Linked DNA regions of Mus musculus: all the other regions are linked to region 4. Evidence: chromatin contacts called from public HiCAR-type and promoter capture Hi-C data. All regions are on one chromosome and are shown on one strand. Each heading gives the region's core, a stretch centred on a gene start, on an enhancer-like site or on the middle of the called end of the contact. The rest is flanking DNA. Distances are from core to core; before and after follow the strand shown. Region 1 holds the start of Tmem220 (transmembrane protein 220). Region 2 holds the start of Myh3 (myosin, heavy polypeptide 3, skeletal muscle, embryonic). Region 3 holds the start of Adprm (ADP-ribose/CDP-alcohol diphosphatase, manganese dependent). Region 4 holds the start of Dnah9 (dynein, axonemal, heavy chain 9). Region 5 has its middle 75 kb from the start of Pirt.

What was found. Promoter capture Hi-C pulls out the DNA fragments that hold promoters and counts their contacts. HiCAR-type assays count read pairs that join an accessible place to other places.
Region 1: a contact with region 4 is called in a HiCAR-type map of astrocytes, with 4 times the contacts expected there. The contact joins the promoter of Tmem220 here to the promoter of Dnah9 in region 4. A contact is called at or near these places in 3 of 39 promoter capture datasets (cranial neural crest, hippocampal neurons and maxillary cranial neural crest), 5 of 484 Hi-C or Micro-C datasets (all in embryonic stem cells), 6 of 115 datasets of contacts at active chromatin or transcription factors (astrocytes, embryonic stem cells and stem cell-derived neural progenitor cells) and 1 of 9 other capture datasets (embryonic stem cells).
Region 2: a promoter capture Hi-C map of hippocampal neurons shows a contact between it and region 4, with 4 times the contacts expected there. The contact joins the promoter of Myh3 here to the promoter of Dnah9 in region 4. A contact is called at or near these places in 3 of 39 promoter capture datasets (the 3T3-L1 cell line, embryonic stem cells and hippocampal neurons) and 2 of 115 datasets of contacts at active chromatin or transcription factors (astrocytes and embryonic stem cells).
Region 3: a contact with region 4 is called in a promoter capture Hi-C map of stem cell-derived epiblast-like cells, with 4 times the contacts expected there. The contact joins the promoter of Adprm here to the promoter of Dnah9 in region 4. A contact is called at or near these places in 4 of 39 promoter capture datasets (cranial neural crest, frontonasal cranial neural crest, second pharyngeal arch cranial neural crest and 1 more) and 2 of 115 datasets of contacts at active chromatin or transcription factors (astrocytes and stem cell-derived neural progenitor cells).
Region 5: a contact with region 4 is called in a promoter capture Hi-C map of neural stem cells. The contact joins the enhancer-like site here to the promoter of Dnah9 in region 4. A contact is called at or near these places in 9 of 39 promoter capture datasets (cranial neural crest, embryonic stem cells, hematopoietic stem and progenitor cells and 5 more) and 1 of 115 datasets of contacts at active chromatin or transcription factors (embryonic forebrain).

Annotation. Positions count from the first base shown.
Region 1 is chr11:67,023,831-67,026,530 of GRCm38.p6, forward strand. It overlaps Tmem220 (transmembrane protein 220), which reads left to right and starts at 1,324. Exons shown (of 6, transcript NM_001291042.1): 1 at 1,324-1,441; 2 at 2,079-2,108. The coding sequence starts at 1,349.
Region 2 is chr11:67,076,841-67,079,638 of GRCm38.p6, forward strand. It overlaps Myh3 (myosin, heavy polypeptide 3, skeletal muscle, embryonic), which reads left to right and starts at 1,460. Exons shown (of 41, transcript NM_001099635.1): 1 at 1,460-1,484; 2 at 2,299-2,309.
Region 3 is chr11:67,051,339-67,054,038 of GRCm38.p6, forward strand. Adprm (ADP-ribose/CDP-alcohol diphosphatase, manganese dependent) reads right to left here and starts at 1,280. Exons shown (of 5, transcript NM_025510.3): 1 at 1,197-1,280; 2 at 343-440. It overlaps Sco1 (SCO1 cytochrome c oxidase assembly protein), which reads left to right and starts at 1,332. Exons shown (of 6, transcript NM_001040026.1): 1 at 1,332-1,578; 2 at 2,437-2,527. The coding sequence starts at 1,357.
Region 4 is chr11:66,167,129-66,169,963 of GRCm38.p6, forward strand. It overlaps Dnah9 (dynein, axonemal, heavy chain 9), which reads right to left and starts at 1,423. Exons shown (of 69, transcript NM_001099633.1): 1 at 929-1,423. The coding sequence starts at 1,339. It overlaps Gm12296 (predicted gene 12296), which reads left to right and starts at 907. Exons shown (of 3, transcript NR_153847.1): 1 at 907-1,455.
Region 5 is chr11:66,835,808-66,838,581 of GRCm38.p6, forward strand. No RefSeq gene overlaps it. Among named protein-coding and RNA genes, the nearest start is that of Pirt, 75 kb to the right of the region's middle. Within about 2 kb of position 1,399, at least 8 of the 459 cell types and tissues checked have an H3K27ac peak or open chromatin away from gene starts, as enhancers often do. A contact at or near this core is called in neural stem cells, where this site is marked.

The DNA of each region.
Region 1 (2,700 bases), core at 74-2,573, 860 kb after region 4:
CTTATAGCTCTTTCTTTTTTTATGATCACAACAAAGGTGGCCCTCAACCATAAAATTATTTTTGTTGCTATTCATAATTGTAATCTTGCTACTGTTATAAATCATAATGCAAATCTGCTTTCTGGTGGTCTTAGGGGAACTCTATGAAAGGGTCCTTTGGCCCCCTCGAAGGGGTCGCGACCCACAAGTTGAGAAGTGCTGCTCTAAAGGCTGCCCTTGAATGGAAAACACTTCTGAGAAGTTGATCTTTTTCTTCTTTTAGTTAAAAGGAAAGCAGAACAGTCAGGCACCCAAAATGCAGGATTTGAGGTGACAAAGACTATTTAGAATAACAATGATTCGGTCTATGCATGTGTAAATGAGCCCAAAGAAGAGCTACTCCGTAGCTTACACAACAGGAAACTGGCTGAAATAAGTGAGCAGAGAGCTGCCAATACTTCCAAGTCTTCCCTTTCTAAGAAATGCATAGCAAATGAGTGTTGGAAACGTTGGTTTTGCAGATGGGTTAGAAATATAAATATGTATAATACATAAATAAATATCTTATATGATGAGAGCACGTGAAGGTAAAGGGAGCTGCCTCTGGAACTCACTTCAGAAATGTCGCAATGTTTTCCTCCCTCTGGAAGCACGGGAGCTTTAAAAAGAAGCACTTAAATACTAATTCCAGCACTATTTAGGACTATGAATGTGTAAATGAGACCAGACTGTGAGTTTGAAGTTAGTGTGTTTTATATAGTGAGTTCCAGGACAGCCACTGGACCCTTTCACAGAAAACGGAAAAACAAAAACAAAAACAAAACCTAACCAGAACACGCGCGCTAGCGCGTCCTTTTTCTTTTCCTTTCTCTTCTTCATTTGCGTTTCTGGTTTGTTCTGTTGTGTTTGTTTTGTTTCTTTCATTTGCTTTGTTTGTTTGTTTGTTTGTTTGTTTTGTTTTGTTTTTTCGAGACAGGGTTTCTCTGTGTAGCCCTGGCTGTCCTGGAACTCACTTTGTAGACCAGGCCTGCCTCTACCTCCCGAGTGCTGGGATTAAAGGCGTGCGCCACCACGCCCGGCTTCATTTGCTTTTTTAATGAGAGAAAGAATAAGGGAAAAGAAAGGCACATGCCAATGATACACTTTATCCACTAGAGAGCGCCGCAAGACCGTTCTAGACCTGAGGAGGGCGGGGAGGGAAGAAGGGCTCGCCTCGCCCTTGTATCCCCGCTCCCGCTGTCTGAGCCCTGCCCCTTGTCCCTCCCCCACCTACTACGCCCCGCCCCTCCTGGGTACCGCCCCGCTAGCCCAGCCTCGCCCTCTGGCCACGCCCCTCTGGGGCCTGTCCTGCTCCTCCGGCTTCCAGGTCATGGCGCCAGCAGTGGCTACTTGGGCTCCCGGCTTGTGGCGGGCCTGCAACGCACTCATGGCAGCTTTCTTCGCCCTGGCCGCTGTGGTGCAGGTCAGGCGGGCTGAGGAGGGCTGGCAGAGGGACCGCGAAGCCTGGGCGACCAGTTCTCAGGGTGGAGCCGAATTGGGACCCACAGAGTCCTTTCAAGCAGAAAGAACATGGATGAATATGTGTAGTTAGGCAACGCACTCAGAGCTTGACCTAGCGGCCCCGCGTGCAAGTTTGTGCAGCCGGTCACTTAGAAAGGGGCCCAGAACCGCAGCTCTGACACCTTTTCGAATCTTCAGCCTCAGTGAGATGGGTTTTAGCGCCTGGGAGGAAAGTGGAAATAGAATAGACAGCATCCTTACCCTTCCTAGACCTCTTCCTGATCATCCTCAGGGTGACTGCCCTCGTATCTTGGGACCTAGGATTTTCATATACACTATAATAGTTCTTAGGAAATCCCAAGCAGTTATTTTCAAAAGATGCATGGCTGGGTGGTTAGATCTACCTGTTGTGTTCAACCGAGAGGAGAGTCCCTGCTGCCATCGGGATGTGCAGACTGCTAAACTAGCTCATGGTGTTATGTACCCTGAGCCCATTGTAGCGCCTAGTTCTTCGCAATGAATAGTAAACACAAGGCCAGACCAGACAGAGGATACATGGATCTAATGTGAGCTAACACCTTGACGTTTTGACATTCTAGGTAAACGATCCAGATGCAGAGTTGTGGGTGGTGAGTATGAGCTACTTGCAAAACGTTCCTCCATTTGACACGACTACACTCTGATCCTGGGACTCTTGTCTAAAACCCAGAAATTAATACCTCTGTGAGCTCATGTCCCTAATTTTTCGCATCGGAGGGGGAAATCACTCTGATCATATAACTGATGGAGATGTGAATTCTGAACTTTCTGTAGACACGAAAGTCTTTCTGCAGAGAGAGCTTATACCAGCGACTCCCACTTCCCATGACTACACCGGGCATGACAGTAAGAGCTCCTGTCTTTGCTAAGGACTTACAACATGCTAGTCATTTGACATACATTATGCTAACCTTTATGACAGCCGTAACAAGGATGTGTGCCGGTTATATCCATCTGTGACTTTTGTTCTCAGACAACAATAGACCGTCTTGGAGGCAGACTGCACAGTATCACTGAGAAACTCATTCTTGGGTTTGGGGACAGTGTTCACTGTATAGAGAGCAGTGAGTGAGAACACCAGGAATGCAGAGCTGAGTTCTAGCCTGGTTTGAATGTTGGTGCAGTAGAACCATGGCCTGAAACTGCTTGTTATCCAGAGTCCCCTCTCCCCAAATTAGATGA
Region 2 (2,798 bases), core at 210-2,709, 910 kb after region 4:
GAAGGAAGAGGGACATTTCAGTCCAAACTAGAGCAAGAGGAGCAATGAGAAGATGTGACTTCACTGTGGCCTGATGTCTAGCTAACCACAGGCATCAGAGAGCCTCAGCGTGGCCTCTCTGCTATGAAATTGCCTAAATCTTGGAAGGGAATGTGTGAAGGCTGTATGACTCATTGCCCACAAAATGGTTTATGTTGGGGAAAGACTATCTTCCGATTCCACTCTGCCTTTTTGAAGAGTCCTCAATAGGAAAGAACATACAGAGGATGTTTAATAATGGTCCCTATGGCCGGGCGGTGGTGGTGCATGCCTTTAATCCCAGTACTTGGGAGGCAGAGGCAGGCAGATTTCTGAGTTCGAGGTCAGCCTGGTCTACAAAGTGAGTTCCAGGACAGCCAGGGATACACAGAGAAACCCTGTCTCGAAAAAAATAATGGTCCCTATGAAGACTTTGGTCCTGCTTTCTCCCTTCTTCCCTTACCAGTGTATGGGTAGGCTGTAAGAGGACAGTCCATATTCTCAAATGGGATGTATTGGCATGAAGTTCTCTATTAAATGAACAACCATGACCCCATACAACTCAGACCCTCACCACAAAGACTGGACCAGGAAAGAGAGGAATGGAAATGGACAAAAATGTCAACTGTACCTTAATTCTCTTGTTAAGGTTTAATTTTCCAGTCCTGATTTAGAAATGACAGCATCTGTTAGGCGATACCCATCCCCCCTTTCTCTTCAGGCCACTACCGTTCCCCTCGCCCCCTATCTAGGCTGGCAGCTGGCCTTTCCTAATTGGTAATATGTCTTGATAACCACAGGCCCCTAAGCAGCTGTCACTGTGAACATGGGCTGGTGGCATAGCTCCCTGTCATTTACTTGCTTGTTGGTCCTGCTAGTGCTTAAGAAAGGATTAAGTAAATAATTATAGTAATGAGACAGAAAGTAATGAGGGGAAGGAGAGAGATGGAGAAGGAGAAAAAAAAAACTATAATCCAACTGCACAAGTTTTACAGAGTTTGGCTCATAACCGTGAGGGGACTTCAACAAGTTCAATTCTACTTTATCTTCGATGAGCTTTCTAAGCAAATAGCACAACTGTGTGTCCCCTGTTCCCAAGTGGTAGTGGCTTCAGCTGATTTCAGGGTGGGATGGCCTGCAGGATGGAGCCAGGTAGGGGCTCCTAAAGCAAAGGAGATCCCATTGTGCTAGGTGGAGAAGCTACAGCCCTGAGTTCACAGAGCAAGGCATCTCAAATTCCCAGCTTTCTACAGTTGGAAAAAATGGTTTCGGACCCTGCTCATTTCTATATATACTTTTCCCTTGGCAACGGCGAAAAATACGTGTGGAGGGGGCCAGTTCTCAGCCTGTGGTGTCAGTCATTCTCTTTCCAAATATAGAGGAAGAATGAGCCCAGGGGGTTAGTGGTGGCCTATAAAAGCCCAGGGGGCAGCTCTCCTCTATGCTTCTCTCTGTCACAGTCAGAGGTAAGTCTTACACTTTCCTAGTATCTCTGTGGCATTTACTGCTTCTAGACCTGATTCGGCCACTGCCCTGGACTGTGGCCCTCCCTGGCTTTGTTATAGCAGGCAAGCCTCTTTTCTCTTCTCAAGGCGTTCTCAAGGAATACAGTAGAGTGAGATGCGAGACCCAAGAGCCCAGCATCCCACTGCCTCTAGCAGATCATCGAAGCTGGGGTCCTGCCCACCCTTTCTTTTCTCTGCTTGGGAAGGATCCTGTTGGACAGGCATGGGCCTGTCCACCATGGCTCCATGTTCTCCTGTTGCCTCTCTGATCCACAGAATGAACAGGGGACTCTGTGTTTCCTACCTGGACGCTATACCTGCTGGGTGTTTAGTGGCCTCAAGACTACATGTTTGCTTAACAGGTTTAAATTAGCCAATCTCAGCATCGTCTCCATTTTCAGATAACCAGGAGGCCTGTCCCCACCCGCTAACAGAAGCTTTTATTGGCAGGGACTCAGTCCATTTAGAATCCCTGCCCTGTTCACAATGAAGGATCTTGCAGTCTGAAGAAATTGTCAGAGTGGGCTGGAGGAGCCAACCTGCCAGGCAGTTGGTAGTTATGCCTAGCTGTAGACTATGATCTGTCTGCAGTCCTAGGGCTTGCCTCAGAGCTAAGGATCTTTCTGACTGTCTAGTCCTTTGTGTGTCTTAGTTGAGCCTCACCAAGGTCTGGTTCGTCACAGAAGCAGACATCACGGTGGCCACTAAACTCTGTGTGCATGCTCTTGCAGGTCCCATACGTCCACAACTGCTGCTGCTCTCTGCTGTCCTGCAGGTGTGACTCAGGTGAGCATTGGGGCCACATCCCAGAGCTTCAGGAAGTCTTCAGGTAAACCCAGATCACCCATTGCCCCCTCATGCCTGTGCCCCCGAGGAGTTACAGAGCTTAACGGAGAAGTGCAGGCTTCATCCTCAGGGGTGCGGCTAGAGGTTCCCATCTATTCTCTATGGTGGTTTGTTGTTCCTTTGTTTTTTGAGACAGGATCTCACTGTGTAGCCCCAGATGGCATTGAACTCTCTAGGTAGACCAGGCTGGCTTCAGACTCACAGAGATCCACCTGTCGCAGCCTCCGAAGTTCTGGGACTAAAGGCATAGACCACCATGCCTGGCCTTCAGTCTATTCTTAGCATGGGAGGCAGAAACCATGTCGATTCAAAACAGTTCAAAGCTGTCTCTGCCATTTTCTGCTTAGTATTCTCTCTTTAAGGAATTCTTTTACCTTTTTTTTTTCATGGAATGCCTTTACTTCTTTTTTTTTTTTCATGGTATTTAAT
Region 3 (2,700 bases), core at 30-2,529, 880 kb after region 4:
TAATCTATTACCCAGAAAAATGAGATTAAAAGAAAAAAGTTGTTTGACGATCTTTTAAGATGTACCTTCAGAAGCCACCCAAATTATATATACTGTTATAAAAACATTAAAGTGTGACTCCTGAAAAGCCCATGCTTTTGGGTGTGTACTCTCCTCCTAAGCATCTCTCTATTCATCTATGCTCTTCAATTTGTGTTAAAATCTTTTCATAAACTTCAACAATGATTTGTTTTATAAAAAAACAAAAAACAAAAACTTCTAGTAACTTTGAGTATAAATTTCATGAGATTGCTGATCAACCTGGCCGAGGCAAAACAAGAATCACTGAACTATATTACTTACGGTGTTAGAGAGCAGCCCGATAGATCAAAAAAGCCAAGCACGGAGAAGAACAGTATCATGCTCCAATGCAACAATCCCTGAAGCAATGCTGGGATCCCCTTGGAGTTTAAAAAAAAAAAAAGTGCTTTAATTAAAGGACGGATGTTGTTATACACAACACCACAGGGCGGGGTGGGGAGAGAGGGGCAAAGGTGAGAAAACAATGAGGTGGAGATCATTTGCTCAGCGCGTGCACTGCAAATAATAAACAAACAAAACGAATACGACTTAAAATTTCTCAAGGAACAACAACAAGAAAGTGTAGCTGTAGCCAACTAAGCAGTCCCAAATGAGGAAACCTTCAACACAGTTTAAAATCTGAGACAGGTTGGGTAGGTGGGAGACCTTTTAAAGAAATGAGCCACGGAGACTAAAAGAAGGATGGGTATGACGCAGCACACACCTTTGCAGTGCCTTCCTTATTAGCAGGCGGCTTGTATTACAGTTAGAAGCGCTGCCACTTTGGTCTTAAGTCATCTTACTATCCTAGACACTCAAAGTCTTATTTATTATTTCTTCCAAGTCATGGGTTATTATGGTTATTTCAAAAGTTATGGGATGACTTCTAATTTGGGGTCCGAGACCTCGCAGTTCCACCCGGCCGGTTTTTAGACCGGGCAGTAGGAAGGGATCCCCTAGTCCCTTGCAGCTGGGAGGAGCGAACCCGGCTAGAAGACCCAGGGCCACCTCGTCCCACTGCGATGTTTGTGTTTTCCAGCCGCCGCCAGGCCCAGGCCAGGATCCCAAGGAACCATCTCCCAAAGCTCGCCGCCCACAAGCAGCTCCACCCTTCTCCAATCCTGAGAACCACCTACCGCTATCAGCCGCCGGACCCGGGACTCCTCCACAACCAGAGGGCAAACAGCGTCACCAACGAGCCAAGAGGAAAGAGCGGCCTCCTTCGGCTTCCGGCAGAAGCGGAAGCTCGAGCGGAAATGGAGAGGTGGCCCAAAGGAGGCGCGGTCTCCTAAACTCATGGCAGCACTTGTACGCGCCGCAGTGGTGAGGTCGCAGTGTCGCCAGCTCTGGCGTCTGTTCCCTCGCGGCCATGGGCTCAGGGATGTGGCGGAGAGGCCGAGACCGGAGGAAGCGTGCTCCTGCCTGCGGAGCAGAGCCTTCAGCGCTGGGCCGCCACCGCCGGGGGCCGGTCCGGAGCCCAAGGGCGGTCAAGCCGGGTCTCACCGCCCGAAGCCTGGGGTGAGTGTCCGCATGGAGCCTTCTGGGCTCGGCGCTCTCTGCAGCTTTCCATCTCTGCACCCTGCAAGGTCACATCTCAGGAACTTCCTGGCGTGAAAGGGCCATGGAATCCCTTCCTTGCTTCCTGGTCAGCGATAGTTCCAACTTTGACAGAACTGTTTCCTGGTCCCAGCCTTTACAGAATTTGAGAACCTACTCTCCCTCCGCGCGGTTACAACTCGGGCTTTTGTTCCGGGGGGGGGGGGGGGGGAATCAGCTCTGGACTTTAAAGAGTACAGAGAAATAACACAATGTTAGTTTTCAGGAAGCCCCACTTTTAGGTTTCTTTTGATGTCATTTTGGAAGCCAGTTGGGTAACTTTCCCAGATGTATTTTTATCCTCAGTATCAGCATAAGCCGGTCATCAGTCACTTTTTTTGTTTGTTGAGATCAGGTGTCTTATATCTTAGATTGGCCTAGAACTCTATATGTAGCCAAGAATGACTGTTGAGCTTGATCCCCCTCCCAGGATGCTTAAGATTACAGGTGTGCATTGCCACACCCACTTTTATACAGTGCTTGGCGTGGAACCCATGGCCTTGGGACATGACAATCAAGCACTCAACCAATTAAGTGAGCTTCGCCCCCCCCCCCAGCCCTTAATTAGTTTGTAAATTAACTAGGGCATTTTTTTTTTCTTGGAAACGGGTGCTTTTGCAGTAGATTATAGCCATTACTTATCCCCAAATAACCTGAAGCATTCAGTGTATGCAACTGGTTTGTGTGTATGTACTTGCTGTGAAAATGAAGATAACAAATAGAGTTCTGTTAAGTGTTTGCATCTTACTTGTTTTATTGTTTGAATCTCTGCCCCAGTAGCCTGTTTCTTGGAAGTCTTTAGCTCTCACCTTTGCCATTGGAGGCTCTTTATTGGCTGGAATGAAGTACTTCAAGAAAGAAAAGATAGAAAGTAAGTGGTTACCCCCTGGAGTATTTTTTTTTTCTTTTTAATTATTGTACATGCGCGTGCATGCAGATGTGTGCACGCTACAGTGGGGGCCAGAGAACTATTTGGGAGTATTCTTCCATGGTGGGTTCCCAGGGTTGAGCTTGGGTAATCAGGCTTTTCTGTCAAGCACTTCT
Region 4 (2,835 bases), core at 173-2,672:
GATCTGATGAGTGTGTTTGGGAAGCATCTCATGGATGGGAATTTATTTTCCATTTCTGTGCCGTTTCCAGGGCACTAAGCATACAGAACGCCACACAGCTAGTATCTGCACACACTCCTTTCACAACTGGCTAGACCTAGAGAGGGCCAGCCTCTAGAAGCACATGTGCTCAACTCAACTACCAGGAAAGCTTTCTTCCTTTGGGAAGGTCTAATGGGTTCAAGATTCTCATCTAACTACCATTGCGAAAATCCTCTGAGCTCTGAAGGCCCAGAGGCTCCACCTGTATCTCTTTTCCCAGAGGTGGGACAGATTCTTCCCAATGCCTGCTGACCAAAAGATACCCAACTGCTGCCAGCCCAAGGCAGTTCCATAAATGTTTGCATGGTAAATGAAGGACATTAAAATCAAAACCAAATCGCCTCCTTCTAAACTTCTTTGCAAAGGTAGATACTATTTAAAGCAGTGCAGCTCCTTCCCATCCAGCAGACAAACTTTAACTCAAAATTCACCACTTTCTTGTCCTTGGCCCTTGCGTGATGACTTACAAAGCTGCCAGGACTCAGGCATTCTTCACACTATGACTTCCTCTTGAACCAACCCCCTGACCCAAAGCTGGTTCATATTGTGGCCTGGCTTTCACCCAGACTTGTCCCCAGCTGGCACCCAGCAGATCACCAACCAGGGTCTTGGTTTACTGGCAGCCCTGCCCTTCCACTCCCTCCCAGGCTGTGCTCCAATCTCAGCCCTTTTTCTTTCAGACTCCACCACAGACTCCTCCTGTGACCCCGCCCACGTACCAATCCCTCTGCAGCGTCGCCCCACCTCTTTGGTTTTGACCCCGCCCCTCATGCACACGCCCCTCTTCCCCCTTCCCTCCCTTAGACTTCGAGCCTCTGCTAGCAAGGGGCCATCCACCCACCCTCACCTCTGAGAGCAGCGGGGCCAGGTGCTCCAGTGGCACCGCGGGTAGGTCCCCGCAGAGCACCGTGCCGCGGAGGCTGTGATTTCCCGGAGGCTCGGACTTAGTGCGCAAGAAAAAGAGCCCCTTGGCGCGAGCTCGGCTGGGCTCTGGTCCTGCGTCTAGACCGGGTGTCACCACCAGGCCCCCGGGCCCGGACTGAACCACCAGCAGTGGCCGCGGATCCGAGGCAGCGTTGTGATCCAGGAAGGCCTGCAGCAGCCTCCCCGCCTCGGCTGTGCCTGCACAGCGCTCCCAGGTGCCCGCGGCCGGACGCAGGCTCCGAGCCACAAAAGTCCCCAGAAGCCGCAGCCTCGGGTCTCCAGGCTCCTCGTCCCCAGACTCCGCCAGCGCTGCCTGCTCCTTGGCGCCGGGCATCGCGTGTTGCCAGCTGCAGCGTCTGTTTCCCTAGCGACGGGGATGCCAGGCCCTCCTGCCTCTGCTCTCCTTATATTGGGCACTGGACTCTAGCTCCGCCCCACTAAGTTAATAAGGTAGGCAGGGGCTGAGAAGGGGCGGGGTCGCGTCGTTGTTGCTGGGAAACTGGTGGAAGCTCTCACATCCAAGCTGGTCTGGTAGACTAGACGTGCTCTGAAGACTACAGGCACAGGCTTGCGTGGGATTCTTTTGTCTAAGGCCAGATTAAAGTCTTCAGACGCCTCCATACACAAAATGAATAGTTCTCTTACTCTGTCCTAAATATATAATTTAAAAAGTTAATCCCAACGCCAAGGATAATACCATGAATGCAATACAATTTTTTTCCCAAGATAACAACTCAAACACTTTCGGAGAATGCTGTTGGATAGAACTTTTTTTTTTTCCTTCAAATTATGAGCTTCCAGCGACACTCGACCTGTTGGTGACACAGGGCTTAATTGTTTCATTTAAATTTGCAATTAAATAAGCATGCGTGTCTAGCAATCACTTCGAATGTCTCCTCTTCAGACATTTATAATAAATTATTGTAAAAAATAATCTCCAGTACCTTGCTTTGCCTGCACCTTCATTTGCCAAAAGGGCAGCTGTGCTGGACAATGGTCTTCCATGCGAGTGGCCCGAGGTCAATTCTTAAATATACTGAAGTGCTTGTAAATATGCAGCGTGCTCCCCTTCTGACCTGGAAAATTATCACTCCTCATAGGTTTGATCCTTCTCCGTGATCAGAATCAATCACTTGGGTCTTTGTATGCGTGTGTGAACGAAGGAATGGATATGTGTGTGTAAAAAGGAAATGGACACTCAGCCAGAGGCCTTCCGGTCTGCAAGAATCTCCTGTCTGCCCCCCCACCCCCACCCCCGATTGTATTACCTCCCAGGGACTGCGGGATTTCTTAGTAAAGTGAATGTTTACATCAGGCTTCAAGGACTATTAACAGAGTAGCACTTATCAAAGGCAGCTTGGCTTAACAAGAACCACCCCCCCAGCCCCGCCCAGGACAACACCAGTGCCTGGAAGCTGAAATGATTTACTGCTCGATAACTGGGACCCAGGGGTTCTGTGATGAAAATGTTTGCATTAGAAAATGGATCTTTGTGTCTATAAAGAGTGTTTTATCATTGCTGCATTAAACAACAAGTGGAGCAATTAAGAAGAAAGGGGCAAAATGAATCTGATAATTGATATTCCCAAAAAGACGTTGGGGGAAAATAGAAATGTCAGAGGATTCTTACATATCTTAATTCCTTCCTTCCTTCCCTCCTTCCTCCCTTGTTTGCCTCCCTCCTTTCCTCTCTTCTTCCCTTCTTCCTATAAGGAGTAGTCATGCCATTTGGGTGGCAGATCTCCATTGTGTTAATCTGCTTATGTTTTATATATAGAGAGAACTCATCTACATTCTATTGGCTCTTCAAATAAAATTTGTGCCCCTCTC
Region 5 (2,774 bases), core at 149-2,648, 670 kb after region 4:
ATCGGCCGTTTTGCTTACTTTCTTCTATCTAGCATCCACGAGAAGCTATTTCAAGGTGCTATAGGCAGGGGCAGGATTAGCCTGGCATACGGGATGATGTTCCTGTCAGCCTGAGGGATCGCTAGAGTTACATGTAAGATGGAGAGTTAGAAGGTAGAAGGTGGTGGTCAGAGCTATGTGAAATAGAGTTGCTGGAAATGTCATTAGTGACCATGAATAACCAAATAAATCGAAATGGAAGGTCGGAGCTGACTAATTCCAGTAGAGGAAATAGTCCCCTGAGGCAAGGTCCTCTTTAGTGCAAGAAGAAATTAGGTGTCCAGAGAGGAGGCTGAGAACAGACATTTTGCAAGAAAAGAATCCAAAATTCCAGAGGTCACAGCAGATGACGGTCTTGAGTTGGGGGTGAGTGGTAAGAGAGTGGGGTTATGATGTGCCAGACTCACCCTAACCTGTGAATACAGGGTTTTGATATCAGTGGACATAATGAGGCTAGAGGAAGAGATCAGAGTAGCTGTGAAAGGCTCTGGGCAAGTATTCGTGGTAGGTCTGAAAGTGTGAAGGTGCTAGCGGTGGGTATCTGTGGCTGACTGGGACTCCTGGAGTCACACAGCTCCTTCCTGACCCCTGTCACTGTGGATAGTTTCCTGGGTAGGTGAGATCACAGACCACAGCACAGGGATCACTTGACCCCAACTGAGAGAAATGTCATCCTTCCTTTACCTCAGTTTCCTCCTGAAAACTGAGGCCTAATCATAACTACTTAGAAAATTAAAATGATAATGAACCTGTGAGATAATAAATGCAAAAGGAATGAGTACCATAAGCTTAGCCCATCTGACAGTTCTCCTCTTAAGCGCGGGTCCATGGGGAGAATGCACTATTAATTTAATTGACAGAAGAGTAATGTTGGAGGAGAAAAATGGAGACATGATTGGTTCCTATGCTAAGTGCCTGTGTGGCCTAGGCATACAGTGGAAGGTCTACCAGCTGGGCTTCTGTCAATAGGCTACTGCTCTCCAAATGGAAGCTAATCAAAGTGCCCAGGAGGAATTATTCAGTCTCTGTAGGACTGGTCCAGGAATCCACACTTTTTAAGTGACATAGATTCCAACTGGTGGCTTACTAAATCTTGTTGATTGATTGGGGAGGCATCAAGGGGCTGGAGCCTGGCTGATGGTTCTGTATTGATTGTGGCACTTAGCCAAGTTATTAAGTGGTTGGAGATAGGGGGTTATATGGCATGAGTCTACATTCCCTCCCAGCCCTCTCCTTCCTCCACATTTCAGCTTAAATGACAGCATTTCCCAAAAGGATATTAGCTCCCATGGACAAAAGAGCTGAATGCATTAAGCAAGGCAGGCTTTGCTGCATGCATTGAATTCCTGCTGTGTGAGGTGCCTGGGCTAAACTCAGCCCCTCTTAGAAACTTGAGAGGCATGCAGCTTGGGCTTTGTGGGAAGAAGCCAAGAAGTCACCTTCAGGAAGGACTTTTTTTTTTTGCTTTGAGTATATCTAGGATCTGTCTTCTTAGTATTGATAAAAATCAATAAACCTACTAAGAAATAAACCTACTAAGGAAGAAAAAAGAAAGGAGGAAAGAAAGAAAGAAACAAAGAAAGAAACAAAGAAAGAACGAAAAGGAAGAAAGAGGAAGGAAGAAAGAAAGAAAGAAAGAAAGAAAGAAAGGAAGGAAGGAAGGAAGGAAGGAAGGAAGGGAGGAAGAGAAAGAAAGAGAAAAGGAAAGAAGGAAGGCTAGAAAGAAAAGACCAAAATTGTTATACATAAATTAAAGGCTAAGGCTGGAATGAGAACTTATGGGAACTTTTGTATAATATCTTAACCTCATTATCATATCTTATCCAATCTGTCTTGTTGATCTTGTCTACAGAGAAAATGCCCCAGATCAGCTCCCACAATTACTATGGGTCTAACAACTATATTGTAAGATGTATATACAGATCTTCTCCTTAGCTTTCTTCTGGGAAATACAAACTATGCTTCAGAAAGGTCCCTCTTCTTTAGAGTGTCAGTATACGGATATACAGGGGAAAATCCCCATTCAAGACAAGGAACAAAGAGGTCAAGCAAAAAAGAAAAAGAACCCTTCTATATGTCCCTGTTACTTGCTTCTAGTTAAAATTCCTTGACTACCAAAAGGCTCCAAGACTTCCTATCTTTCTTTCTTGTAAGGTTTATTTTTATCGATGCTAAACAGACAGAATCTAGATATACTACAAATATAAAATGGTCGTTCACAGATAATTCCAACTTTACCCTAATCTCTTGCTCTTCCTACTGTGATGGTTTGCATATGCTTGGCCCAGGAAGTGGCACTGTTTGGAGGTGAGGCCTTGTTGGAGTAGGTGTATCACTGTGGGTGTGGGCTTCAACTTCCTTGTCCTAGCTGCCTGGAAGCCAGTCTTCTTCTAGCAGCTTTCAGATTAAGAAGTAGAGATCTCAGCTCTTCCTCCATCAAGCTGCCATGCTCCCACCTTGATGATAATAGACTGAATCTCTGAAGCTGTAAGCCAGCCCCAATTAAATGTTGTTCTTTTAAGAGTTGACTTGGTCATAGTGTCTGTTCACAATAGGAAAGCCTAACTAAGGCACCAACCCTTGGGAAGACTCTTTTACAGGCTGAAGTTCAAGAGAGAAGGGTATGATGCAGATCATGTAAAATTCACAGACTCACATAGAGAAATGTAGGGGTTGGAACTGAGGAGGGAAGTAAAGAGAAACCCATGGTTAGCTCAACTGAGCTACCATTTTTG